Linked DNA regions of Zea mays: region 2 is linked to region 1. Evidence: chromatin contacts called from public Hi-C data. All regions are on one chromosome and are shown on one strand. Each heading gives the region's core, a stretch centred on a gene start, on an enhancer-like site or on the middle of the called end of the contact. The rest is flanking DNA. Distances are from core to core; before and after follow the strand shown. Region 1 holds the start of LOC103632861 (Outer arm dynein light chain 1 protein). Region 2 holds the start of LOC100381815.

Region 1 (6,668 bases), core at 2,474-4,973:
CCATTTGCCAGCATATTTCTAGAGCCATTTTCCAACTCAGAAAAGGGGTCAGTTTGTGAAGTGGCTACTAACTCTAGAGGAGGAGGTCGTTGAAAAGAATTCAAGTGCATTTTTAGATGATCTTGGTCAAAATTAAGTTCATTTGAGGATTGTTTGATGACTCCATTTGAACCAGAAAATGCATTATCTGTGAAAGATGAATCTGATTCCAAAAGGTTTGAGCTACTACCACCTTCTGAAACTTGTACCAAATCCGACATGTTATTTGAAGTCTCCTTGTGTGCTTTCTGCCTTTTCTTTTGTTTGATATACTTCCCATTGCCATTAGTTAAGCCAACAGATAGGTTGTCGCCTTCTGTTTTCTCTGTATTGTCATCCATCCACTCCTTAAATTCACAAAGCCAATTACTTGACTTTTCTTTCTTCAGCATTTCGGCGGTGTTTATCAACGAAGCAATTATTAGGTCATGATCAACAGCTGCAGTTTCATCCTTCTTGGAACTGTCACTATCACAGTGGGTGGACTGCTGCTCTACACCATCACAGAGATTTCTCTCTTCCTCCACTATGCTCACAAGTCGGGAAAATTTTCTCTACAGTAAATGAAAGAGAACCGATATCATTTGATTGCTAAAGTAGTCGTGCAAGGCTAGTTTACTGTATCATTTTTGCAAAGGATGTAAGGCATATCTTGCACTTCTAAAAATAAAGATCACATCTACCGTCTGGGATGAACCAGCTAGAGACCAAATTCATGAAAGTATTACCTTCTTTGTTGCATGTGAAAACTAAAAAAGAGTGCAAATGGAACAAAACACATGCATGATTGCTTCACCACAATATTGTCAAATCATCTATGCTTAAGGAGAATAGTAACAGAAAAAAGTTCCAACCAAGGAATCTTGATATATGGTGCTACATGCAATGACGAATTTAGTGCAACTGGCATAATGGAACAACAGGTACATACCATCTTCAAATTCAATATGTCTTCATCTTCATGATCATCAATTGCAGGAAAATAAAATCCATAACCAGCAGGTTGATTTTGCCTGCATGCAAACAATACTTGCTTTTCCCAGTATTCTTGTGTGTTCATACCTTTATCATCTAGCTTCAACTGAACCAGAAAAGGCAGGAACAAACTATTATGACGGGGGAAATTTAAGAAACAAAAAGAGTCCAATATTTGAAGTCAAATACTTACATTCTCTGGATTACGAAAAAAACTGAACACATGTGCTCGATACCACCGGGCACAGCAGATTGGGTTGCCTTCCAACCAGAGGTTTTGCAACAGAGGTAGAGTGCCGAGGATTTCCAATTCTGAGAAAATTGAGATGATATTGTAAGAGAGATCAAGCCCCATGAGTGACTTGAGATTTTCAATCCCGTTTACTGTAGTTAAAGCATTATTTCTCACAACAAGTTTTACGATTCGACTGGAAACCTGCAAGAAAGCACATGTAACTGTAGATACCACTAATGAGTGTAATCGCAATAAGCTAGTCTGCAGCGCAATGTTCAGGATTATAAAAGAAATGCTTACCTCACTCAAGGATGAAATCGAACGCAAATGATTAAATCCGAGATCCAGATTTCGCAACTTTGTACATTTCTGCAGATTGTCCACCTTTGCAAACTTGTTGCGACTAAGGTCCAAGGTTTCAGTTGCAGGTAACAATTGCAACGACTCGTCCATGAGTACTACACCATTAGATGCACATGAGACATATGAAAGTTTGCTCCATACAGGGGAGTCCTTGATATCCATGATTCTACTCGCAAAGACATGCCTAAGAGCATCCTGCGGTAGCATGAAAGTCAACTAATGCGAGTTTGGCCAAAATATTCACATGACATGGAAGTGCTTAGAAATGAAAGCTGGATCCAAATAACTACTTGAGGAAGAGATGATTAATGCTAGTATGCTACTACTCTTGCTAGACGAATTGTTTGGTGCTTGCTGAACATTTGACAATATACCACAATCCAATCAAGTTACAGACACCAAAGCTGCAACCAAATACTAGAGTTTTCCACATGCATGCTCAATTTTGTTGCATATTACATCAGCCAACAAAGAACATTACAACACAATGTACAATGGCTGATATCTGAGACTTGTCCAAGCCACATGGAACAGGGAATAACAGAAAAGCTAGAGGAAGAGATGTCATGTGCTGTTCAGGAAGCATTGCTCCCTTGATACTCCCTCCATTAAAAAAATTATAAGACGTTTTAGTTTTCTTGATACAGTGCTTTTATTATGTATCTAAACATAGTGTATATCTAGGTGCAAGTTATGAATCTAGAACCAAAACGTCTTTATAATTTGAAACTGAGAGAGAGTAGTTTTTAAGGAGACTGTAAATCTCGAACTCTTGAACTCTATGAATAGTAAATGTCAACCAAAATTGTCTTCATAACTTGTAAAAGAAAGTAGAAGATGCATGCAGCTATACAGATCACAATGTGTTGTGTCCATCAGGAGGCCACGTGGATGAAGGTTTTTTATGCCAAAGCTTATTAATTAGACCGTGAGAATAAATATATCAAGCGCAGCAGGGATGGTTGCTGCAGTTGCATAAATGGTATCTGCAGCACAAGCATTGATATAAATAAAGCCCTGCAGGTGCTCAGGACTTGAGATGCTCTGCAAGACGCCAAAATCTATTTAACTCAGAGAAACCAAGTTCATTTCGAGTTGAGTAAAGAGTGGTTGATGATGACTTAAAATATTATTTAAAAAAAATCCATAAACATGACCTCAAACTATAATAAACATAAGTACTAGAAGGCATCTTAGCACGAATATCAAATTGACTGACGAAATGCTGAGTAAACACTGAACAGAATCCGATCGCATCCTTGGAATATAAATCAAAAGTGTGACCATATTCGTCCAGCAAACAGGTTAAAAGTCTAAGTATTGAAGCAAATAGGATAAAAGCCATGGCGCGTTACTAGCTGTAGATGAACCAGAACAGCAAACTGTAGTTACAATTTGGCAGTTCAGAATAGCTCATGGTAGTTGAGGATCATAATTCATGAGTAAGGCCTGTGGTCACACAGCGAATTGCCGCAAACACCGAATTCCAAAGGAAATTGTACGTCGGGTGGCATAAACGCACCGTAGAATTGAAACAGACGAGCTTCTCGAGGGTGTGTCGGAGCTCGAGAAGGCCCCTGGCGGCCGAGGTAGAGAGGTCGCAGCCCCGCAGCTCGAGCACGCGCAGGCGCGCGAAAGGCAGGATCGAGAGCGGCGCGGGGTCGCGGCGGGGCCCCGGGGCGACGACCTTGAGCGAGGTGAGGAGGCGCAGGATCCGCCGTAGCTGCTCGAGCGCTCGGTGGTCGCCAAGGTCCGCGACGTAGGCGCGGAGGTAGTCGACTGGGGCGCCGGCGCCCACGGCCTCGAGCTCCCGGAGCGCCTCGAGGCGGGAGGCGACGTAGTGGAGTCCGACGGGGTGGAGGCGGAGGGTGACGGTGCCGTCGAGCAGCGCGCCCGCGTTGCGCGCCACGAAGCGGACGAGCAGGTCGAGGTAGTGGTCGCCGGTGACCGGGGACGCCGGGGACCCCGCGCGGGGCGTGCCCATCGGGATCGAGGCTAGGGTTTGGGGGTGGGAGCGCGCCGGCGCATCCGCGAGCGGCGGGGCGGACGCGAGAGGAGGTGGAGGGTGGAGACGGGACGGGGGAGGGAGGAGGATGCAAGCGGACACGCCCCCGCGGTGGTACGTATGATTGGGGGACACGCGGGCTAGCTGTGGTGCGGTGCTGGAGAGGGAACGGAAGGCGACGCGATGCAGATGTACGAAGCAACCGCGGTTTGCGATCCGCGGTTTCGTTCTCCAAAGACTTGGTTTGTTGGAGCTAAACGGACGGAATCGCGCGGGACGGACGGGCGGCCGTCTGGATCTGGCGTGGGTTTGGCCGTGTTTTGCAGTTTCCGGCGCTGGCATTGAGCTGCGTGCGCGGTTACGGCTGTGCGCGCGTTGGCGTTTTGTTGGGCCTGTAGGCTGTAGCAAAAGAGCCGCGAGTTTGGAGTGTGGTGGCTGGCGGCTTGGAGCGTTTTTCTGGGTTGGAGCGCGGATCGCCAAGGCCGTCGTCCGATTCCTAGCTCTGGCAGTCTGGCCCATCGTTGGCTTCACTAATCACTACTATAGGCATGCCGGTGAATTTTTTTTGGCATTTTGGAATTGGATTGTTCTAGAGTACTTAGCTTCATTTGATCCACCTAGTTTGTTGGGTGAAGTTGGGCTTGAGATTAGGATTTAATCTTTTGCAAGAAATTTATAAAAGCCCAATTCACCCCATCTTGGACATCACAAACCTTTCAATTGGTATTAGAGTCATGTTCCTCCTATATTAGCTTATCCGTTAGAGTAACGATGTACAATGGGAATGAACCTCTTCCATGTTTGATGGTGACAATTTTCCATATTGAAAAATTTGTATGGAAGCATACTTAGAGGTCATAGATATTAGAGTTTATTGGGCCGCCACCCAAGGGTCTCCCTAACCTAGAGATCTCGCAAATCTCTTACGTGTGAGATTAACTATGAGAAATGTAATGCAAAGGCTAAGAACACTCTTTTTAGAGGCCTTTGAAAGGAAGTTTTCAATAGCGTTAGAAATCACAAAGAATGCTCTTACTCTATGGTCGGACATTTGTGCCTTACATGAAGGGGCTAAGTGCAAGTGTGAGGAACATTACCACATTGTGATGAAAAAGTTAAATTCTTTTGTAATGCTTCGAAATGAAAATGTCAATGACATGTACTCACGCTTAACTATTTTTGTAGAAGAAGTGAATGACTTGGGGCTCACACAACTCACACAACTGGATGTTGTGAGGAAAATTCTTAGTGGGTTGCCCATCGAAAAGTACAACCGCATTGTCACTGTGCTTCATCAAATGGATATTTCCATCACCACGCCAACTCAAATATTGGAAAGATCAATGTTCATGAGATGTACATGCACATCAATGGACAAGATGGCTCTTCTTCTAAGAAGAAGGATTTAGCGCTCAAGGCAAATCAAGAGAAGAATTGCAAGGACAAAATTCTGATAAATGAATAAATATCAAGTGATGATGATTTCAACGATGCCAAGATTGCTTTGTTGGTAAATAAAACTACAAAAATGTTGAAAAAGCTAAATCGAGAAGGCATCAAGTTTGAGTCAAGAAAGAAGAAATTCTTCACTAGTAGCAAGAGGAAGCCAATCTCGAAAATGGATTAATATAACTATGAAGAACTTGGCCATCTTGCTCATCGATTTACCAAGCCCAAGAAAACAAGTTCAAGGGCAAGAAAAATGCTGATAGTGAAGATGAAAATAAAGAAAAGAAATTCTTCAATAGAAAATATGGCAAACAAAAAGAAATTCCACAAGAGAAAAGGTGGAAAAGCATACATCGTTGGTGATTGGCTCGCCAACATTGAATCCACAAGCGGCTATTCCTCAAGCGAAAAAGATGGTGAAAAGGTCGTCGACATCGCCCTGGATTTCTCTTCACCACCACCATCGCTGTCACCACTACACACCTATGCCTTAAGGCTAAAGGTGATCGGAAGGTAGAAAATTATATTTCTAGTGATTGTGGTAGTGATAGTGATAATAAGTATGTTTCTCCTACTTATGATGAGCTAGCTGATTTTCTTAAGGAATATACTCAAGTTATTAGAAAAGATAAGGCAAATGTGGCAAGCTAAAAATGAGAATATGATTGCTAAATATGTCATAGTAGTGAAAGATAGTGATGAAATGAAAGAGGAGAACTGAAAGTCGCCTAGAGGGGGGTGGATAGGCGGAATCTGAAATTTACAAACTTAAGCACACACTACAAGCCGGGGTTAGCGTTAGAATAAATGTTAAGTCCGGGAGAGAGGGGAAAACAAATCAACCAAGAAATAATGCGGATGAACACGATGATTTATTTTACCGAGGTTCGGTTCTAAAGAACCTAGTCCCCGTTGAGGTGGTCACAAAGACCGGGTCTCTTTCAACCCTTTTCCTCTCTCAAACGGTCACATAGACCAAGTGAGCTTTCTTCCTTGATTTCCCGGGTCACTTAGACCCCGCAAGGACCACCACACAATTGGTGTCTCTTGCTTCGCTTACAAGGCTTTAAGAGTAAGAATGAGAGAAAGAAGAAAGCCAACCAAGCAACAAGAGCAACAAAGAAACACAAGACGGTCTTCTCACAAGTCCTAAAATACTAGAGTTGAATTGTGGACTTTGATTGGATCGGAGGCTTTGATTTGTGTCTTAGAGTGTTGCACTTTGCTCTTGTATTGAATGGAGAGTGTTGAATGCTTGGATGGTTAGAGTGGAGGTGGTTGTGGGGTATTTATAGGCCCCAACCACCAATTCAACCGTTGGGGCAGGCTGCTGTCGATGGGCGCACCGGACAGTCCGGTACACCAGCCACGTCACCCAATCGTTAGGGTTCTGACGATTTCGACCGTTGGAGCTTTGTCTTCATGTGGCATCGCACAGTCCGGTGTCGCACCGGACAGGCACTGTTCACTGTCCGGTGTGACTTCTGGCGGCTGCTCTAATCTCTGCGCGAACTGTCTGCGCACTGTAGCTTGCAGGCGACCGTTGCAGGCGACCGTTGCGCTGGCTACCCGTTGCTCCGCTGGTGCACCGGACAGTCCAGT
Region 2 (6,668 bases), core at 2,414-4,913, 400 kb after region 1:
AAGGTACTTGTTGAGGGTAGTTGTAGAGATCTATCAAAATGCAGTCCGAAAAACATCGGTCTTTTAGTACCTCAGCACGATATTGATCCAGCAAAGTGAAGAACCAATGCAATGCTTCAGTTCGTGTGGCCTCATGCTCACTGTTTAATTCTCTGAAAAGAAAGGACAAAAGGTCAATGACCTATCACAAATGTCATGTTGATATAATTATCAAATTACCAGTGCAGGCAGATATAAACAACTCATATTACCACATAACTAGATGCCTAACAAATCTACATAATTTCATTTCCAAAGGACTTGATAGAGAACCTTTTTGCGATTGAAAGGATTGCTCCAATATCAAATCCCTCAGTTGGATCAGCTTTTATAGCACGTAGTTCCTCATTTGTTTCACGTGCAACCTTGCAAACAAAGAAGTCAGTAATTAAAGTAAATGCTATCCTGAACAGGCACACACCACACAGTACACATTTGCAGTAATTGTATGAATCAAAAGCATAAGACAGGAGAGTACCACTCGGATTTTCTCCTCCTCGTCAGATATGCATGGTAAGATAGCACCCAGTATATCTGCATAGTAAGGAACAAGTTGTTCCCCACCAAGCTTCACAAACTCGTTGATCTGCACTTTAAACGATAGCCATAAGTCCAGCATTTTTGCAAATATTAAAACAGCTTCTGCAGTCTAAATTCTAGGTTTTACGATCACAGGAAAAACATGAAAGACAAATTACCCATGTGATAGACGTCAACCGAGTGAATTCATCAGTAGAGCCTGCCCTCCGAACAAGTATTTCAGCCATACGACCATAATCTACATTCTTTCCATTTAAGGTATGATAATCAGCATTGAAAGCATAAAAGTGAAGACAACCTTTAAGAATTCATACAAAAATAAAAGGGTAATTGAAGGAATAGGCATCCCACAATGTCTTTTACGTCTAAGCTGATAAAAGACTGAGCGATATAGAGTAGCCTTACTGGTGAGTTCTTTATCTCCTGCAGAAACTCAGAAAGTGCTGCATCAGCTTGCTGCCTTATCTCATGGCTGGAATCACTCAGCATATTGAATAAACCTGCAGTGGTGGTGATAGAAAGGTTGTTGAGCGATCAATAGAAGTATAAAATTAATGCACTTGGAAAAAGGGAGGGATTACCATCGAGAAAATCAGGAAGGAAACCAAGCATGTCAATATCAGGAACACTGTCTAACACTGTTATCCACCCCACCAAAAATTGTCTTACATAAGGATTCAGCACATTCATGCGCTCTCTCAAAAGCGGTATGAATTCTTCTATGCTAAAGAGCAAAAGCAAGATATGGGTCCAATCAGAAATCAACATTGACATTAAAACAAGCAAGCCACTAATAAGGAAAAGGCAAATCATACACGGCATACCTGAACTGGTCACTCTCGGTTACGATATCCTGGTTGATATAGTTATATTATCAGGGATAATTAAGAAGAGAAACAAGGACAAGTTGTAGACATATGAGTACAGTCCAGATGAATATACCTTGACAAGCCTGTCAAGAAGGTGAGCTGCACTTTGAACATTAGCATCGGAATCTGCAGAAAGCTTGCATAAAGCATCAAAAATTTTGTTGAAGTAGATGATGAAATCCCCTCTTACAACCTAAAGATAGAAATTCAATTAGTGTAAAGCAAACATACAAATTATGTTATATCACTGAACTAAATGATCACCTTTGCTATGTTGTATAGCGCTTCACAAGCATAGTAACGCACTCTGCTATCTTGGTCCAGGAAAGAATTAAGCACAGGAGGCACGATTTGCTGGAAGCACAAAGCGACAGAGTTTATTGTACAGTCAAATTGGCAAAACAGAATATAGTACAGAAAATATAATGTAAGCAATAATCATAATTCATGTTAACAGCTTCTTTGCTGGGTAGACATGTGACAAAATAATAGTGTGTTTGTATATGGTAACAGAAGCTTTGTATTAAACTAATAACTATATGATTTGAACATGAGCACACATTGCCATCTAGCATTTATCTCGATTCCCAAGATCTAACCACATCAAAGGAAAATTTTCTGTAGAGCCCTGCAATCTCCCTCATTGACCTTTCTTCCAGATCCACAATATCCATTTCAGTTGATGGCAAAGGTAAACCTAAATAAAATCCTACGAATTAATGTATGAATAACAACATATAGAACTAATATTTTCCAAGCATCAAATGCAATCTGTTAAAAGAATGCCAGAAAGGAAGTGTCTGAAAGTGGGAGGCCATATGCCCATATCTACAACCCGTAGAAGTTAATCCCTATGGTTGGCAAACAATTGACATTTTTGACAAAGTTTAAGTAAAACTTTAAAACTTTGACTACAAAAAACTTTTAATGTGTTCAGTTTAGAAACTTGATAATCATACGCATAGATTTGCCTTAAAAAATGCTTTCATAAAAGAATAAATGTGTTAGGATGTTCAATTACATTCTATTAACAAATAATGATCAAAGCTATGTTTTGGAGACCATGTCGTTCTCCAAAAACTCCAAGTATTTGCAAACCTTGGGACAAATATTTTCATGGTGAACCTGTAAGCATAATAATGTCCTTCAGCACTGTGGGAAATATGAAGTGCTTGAGACCACAAGAAATGAAGTCATTTGGAACCATTGACTAATAGAAGAACGCATGATCCATTGGTGAAGCTCAGTAAGGCAAGTTGACATTGGCAATTTCAACCCCGTAGTTGCCAACTTGCCATTTACAGATTATGCATGCAGGGTTTAAGGCAAATAGCCACATGTTTCCTTTAAGAGCCACAAGGATTCACCCAATACGCGACGACACTGCATAAAGTTGAATATGAATACACTAAATAGATAAGAGTTATCGCTTGCGCTAGCAAACCTCAAGATGCTGAGCTGCCTCACTGGTGAGTCCAACAGTAACTGCTGCAAGACCAATCAACCCACCCTGCTAACATCAAAATGCCACAGAACTCAACAAATCTGACCTCATAAGAACAGAGACATGAAGTACTGCAGTCTATGCAAACCTTCCGATGGTTCGTTTGTGGCGAGTATGTGAAATCGTTGGTGAGCAGCGAGATAACTGCTGATATCCTCTCATGCTCCCCAGCCATTGCAAGCTGCTTCACAATCCCCTCAATCTGTACAAAGGCCACAGCAACAAAAAAAACAATCATCTCAAATCCCTGCCGATTGCTCTAAGACCAAAGCCCGCGAGGAATTGAATCCCTCACCTCGAGCGCGGCGTTTTTCCTCTTCTCGTAGAGCTTGTCAGAAAGGTTCCGAAGCACGGCGCCCGGGATGATGGATAGTGCGTCTGCGGCCATCGCCGGAGAATCCACCCAGGAGATCCCCTGCCCCGCCGCCGCTACAGCCTCCCTATCTCCGGCGATCGCCGCATCGGCCGCACCCGCCGACCCACGGCTCCCGCAGCCGCGACAACCCTAACCCGACAGACCAAGGTCCAAGGCGATGAGCACCAGGAGCAGGGAGGCGAAACCCTAGAGACCTGAGCCCCAACCCGAGCTCGCTCGCAGCAACAGCTCGAGTCTAGGAATGGATTTGCAGGCGGAGGCGACGGTGGTGTGATCTGGAGGAAGAAGGGATCCGAGCGCTACCGCTATTTTTTTCTTCTCCGAAAGGGTAACGTTTACCGTTGTGGCAGCCATTAACGGCGCCTGTTTCTCGTGGGTGATGGTCCAGAGCGGAGGCCAGCCTGGCAAGTGGGACCGGGCTTCATGACCTTGACTGTCAGCCGAGCAGCGCAGTGCGTGGACCAGGTGTATCCATAATCCATGCGAGGGTCTCCGGTCGTGTCCGCTAATCCGCTAGTTCTCTCTCCAAACTCATGCTAAAGTTGTACGCAGCGGATAGTATAAAATAGAGTATTTATAATTATACCGTTTATTATAAACTAAAGTTTAAAATAAAAAAATGTAGTAAAATAGAGTACTTATAATTATACAGTTTATTATAAACTAAAGTTTAAAATAAAAAATAAGAAATAAAATAGGATAGCGACTGGAGAGACCCAAAGCGTGTTCAGCTCGAGGTGAGGGATCATTGAAGACCGGACGCAACGATCCTCACGATCGTTCGGATCGGTTTAGTTGCCTGATCTTGACACAAATCCTAATAAATAAATAAATATATTTTATTTTCCTCGCTATAAAAAATTTTCTAATCTATCTCTCATTCTACAGTAAGTTTATATTTGCTTCTTTTCTCTTCGGATTTTTTTCTCTATCGCAATATATAGTCTACGTAGAATTTGCTATTACATTTGCTTTCAGTTTATAAAGTAAGATCGTATAAAGTTGTTTGATGAGTGTGTTTGATTGGCTAAATAAATTACTCCCTATGTCACAAAATATAATTCTTTCTAGCCCATTCTTTTCGGTCCATATTTATTTAAATAATAATAAACATACACGTACATGCAAATTACATTTATTTCTATATATTAAACGCGGGAGCAAAGCATGCACACCATTTAGCCACGTCACTTTAATTAATTCCCGCCATCGGATCGTGAATCAGCGCTCTTCATCAACAGACTCCTTCCTTAGCGATGTTGCGTCCGGCGTCCGGTCCGTGCTGGAAGCATCCGGACATCCATTAAAAAAAGTAAATCTGACACCTTGCTTCCTCCACTGGAATAGTTGGACGAAGGAGTCGAGGCGAACCCGCCTAGAGGAGCCTAGGCGAAGGAGGCGACGTGCAGGTGCTCCCCCTCCCTCCCTACGTGTCTCTTGCTTTTTCAGGGACGACGCATTCCTCTATACCGCGCCTTCCCTCTCTTCGTCGGCAACCAGGTCGCTCGTCGTCGTCCTCATGTCAGACCTCATCTCTGCCCGACCGCCACGTTGGGCCTCCTGTCGCCACCAGTCCACCACCAGCGCCAAACATGGCCATCGACGCCATTCATGGTGGGCGTCGCCGGTTCTTACTGCCATTTGCTCCCACACCAGGGCCACACCAACATACTCTCTAATGCATGCATGGTCGCCAACATGGTCCGTCGTCTGCCACGTCTCACTCTATGTGTTGTTGCTTGTCCCAATCCTCCATAAGCCAGTGCGACGCTTTGAAGATTTTGGTGTTGCCTTTGGACTTTGCTGAAGACTTGGTCCACGCACGCAAGCTGTTCGACAATACGCCTCAACAGAGTATGTTATCGAAGTCATGTCGCCATATTGCACATGACCGTGTTGTCCGGCGCATGCACGGTCACAGTCATGCTTAGCCACGCTCCATACTATACGTTGTTGGTCCTCTTCATCCTCCACCGGCTATGCGGTGTTTCAAATATGGCATTCTTTGATATCGTACGTTGTACTTTACGTTCTGCATTTTTTTTCTAAACGCCACGTTGTTTAACCACGTTAGATAATTGTGACTAACTTTTGTACATTATTTGTGTTGTAGGTCAAGGACATCTACACACTCTCAACGACTCTTTGAAGAAATACTGAAATATAACAGAAAAAGGTATTTTTCATTATCACATCAGCTTTGCCACTTATATTAGTATTTTTTCTCATTGCAATTGAATGCAAACTAAAGTTTTCCCTCACCTCTATGTCGCGTGATTTTTTGGTATTCTATTGTTTGTGCTGGTAACTTCGGGAAAAAGGTTCAAAACAGTATGTATCCAAATATCAGTTTTAGAATTAGGCCTTGTTCGTTTGTGTCGGATTGCACCCGGAATCGTTACAGCTAATCAAAGTTTATATAAATTAGAGAAGCAATCCGGTTAGGAATCGTTCCGACCCACCAATCCGACACAAACGAACAAGGCCTTATAGTTTACCATTACGTTTAACCCTTTCCTCTCATTGCACAAACATCCTTTTTTACTCCAATGTATGTCCTATTTATTTATCTCCAAACGACTGCAAACTAGCTAATAATTCCTCTCATTTCTCTGCCACATGGACATTACGCTACTGCAATTGGAAAAACGGCACCAAGACAAATATGTATCTCAATCGTAGTTCTATATTTCATGATTATTTTCCTTATATGATAGTTACTTCGTGTTTACATGGTACATACCTCTAGAATCGTTTACATGTTCCAAAGCACATGTGTGTTTTAATGGTTTCGACTTATAATCTTTTGCTTACATATTGCCTCTACAATCAGAATTAGTCATGAAAAATTCAAATAAAAATTCAAATGCTCTAAAATAACCACTATCATAAAAAAACTCGACATGCGGGGGTAAGACAGCCTCCGGGCATTGTATTAAGAAGAATACATTCTCAAACAGACCGAGAACACCCCCGAACCCCTACTCCACCCATACACAGCGGCATCGAAGCCCACGTGAGAACGACCAAGACCGGGGCTGAGCCTTAGGCCTGTGCTTTGGCGTGGGATAGACAAGGGGATTTTTTAACCACAGCCTGAAATTTGCTCACACGGGGAGTTGAACTTAGGACCTGAGGAGTGCTACTCAGACACCTAACCAACTCAGCTAGAGGCCCTTTCGCACCACTGTCATAAATTACCGAGTCTTTTTTAGCAATAGTATATACATGTATAGATATCCATGTTTTTTCCTGTCAAAAAAGGCTTACATATGTACAGTATTATTTCGTTCATACACGCATTTTTTGATAAAAATCATACCTTCTACCATCAACCTTT

What was found. A called contact is a pair of places that touch in the nucleus more often than the background predicts.
Region 2: a contact with region 1 is called in a Hi-C map of leaf, with 6 times the contacts expected there. The contact joins the promoter of LOC100381815 here to the promoter of LOC103632861 in region 1. A contact is called at or near these places in 4 of 25 Hi-C or Micro-C datasets (bundle sheath, leaf and leaf mesophyll).

The regions. Positions count from the first base shown.
Region 1 is chr1:27,588,706-27,595,373 of Zm-B73-REFERENCE-NAM-5.0, forward strand. It overlaps LOC103632861 (Outer arm dynein light chain 1 protein), which reads right to left and starts at 3,724. Exons shown (of 11, transcript NM_001352077.1): 1 at 3,135-3,724; 2 at 1,550-1,807; 3 at 1,208-1,450; 4 at 971-1,120; 5 at 1-593. The coding sequence starts at 3,596.
Region 2 is chr1:27,983,966-27,990,633 of Zm-B73-REFERENCE-NAM-5.0, forward strand. It overlaps LOC100381815, which reads right to left and starts at 3,664. Exons shown (of 20, transcript NM_001361543.1): 1 at 3,248-3,664; 2 at 3,041-3,154; 3 at 2,893-2,958; 4 at 1,713-1,802; 5 at 1,522-1,641; 6 at 1,404-1,432; 7 at 1,161-1,303; 8 at 985-1,079; 9 at 738-824; 10 at 518-625; 11 at 313-404; 12 at 71-152. The coding sequence starts at 3,340.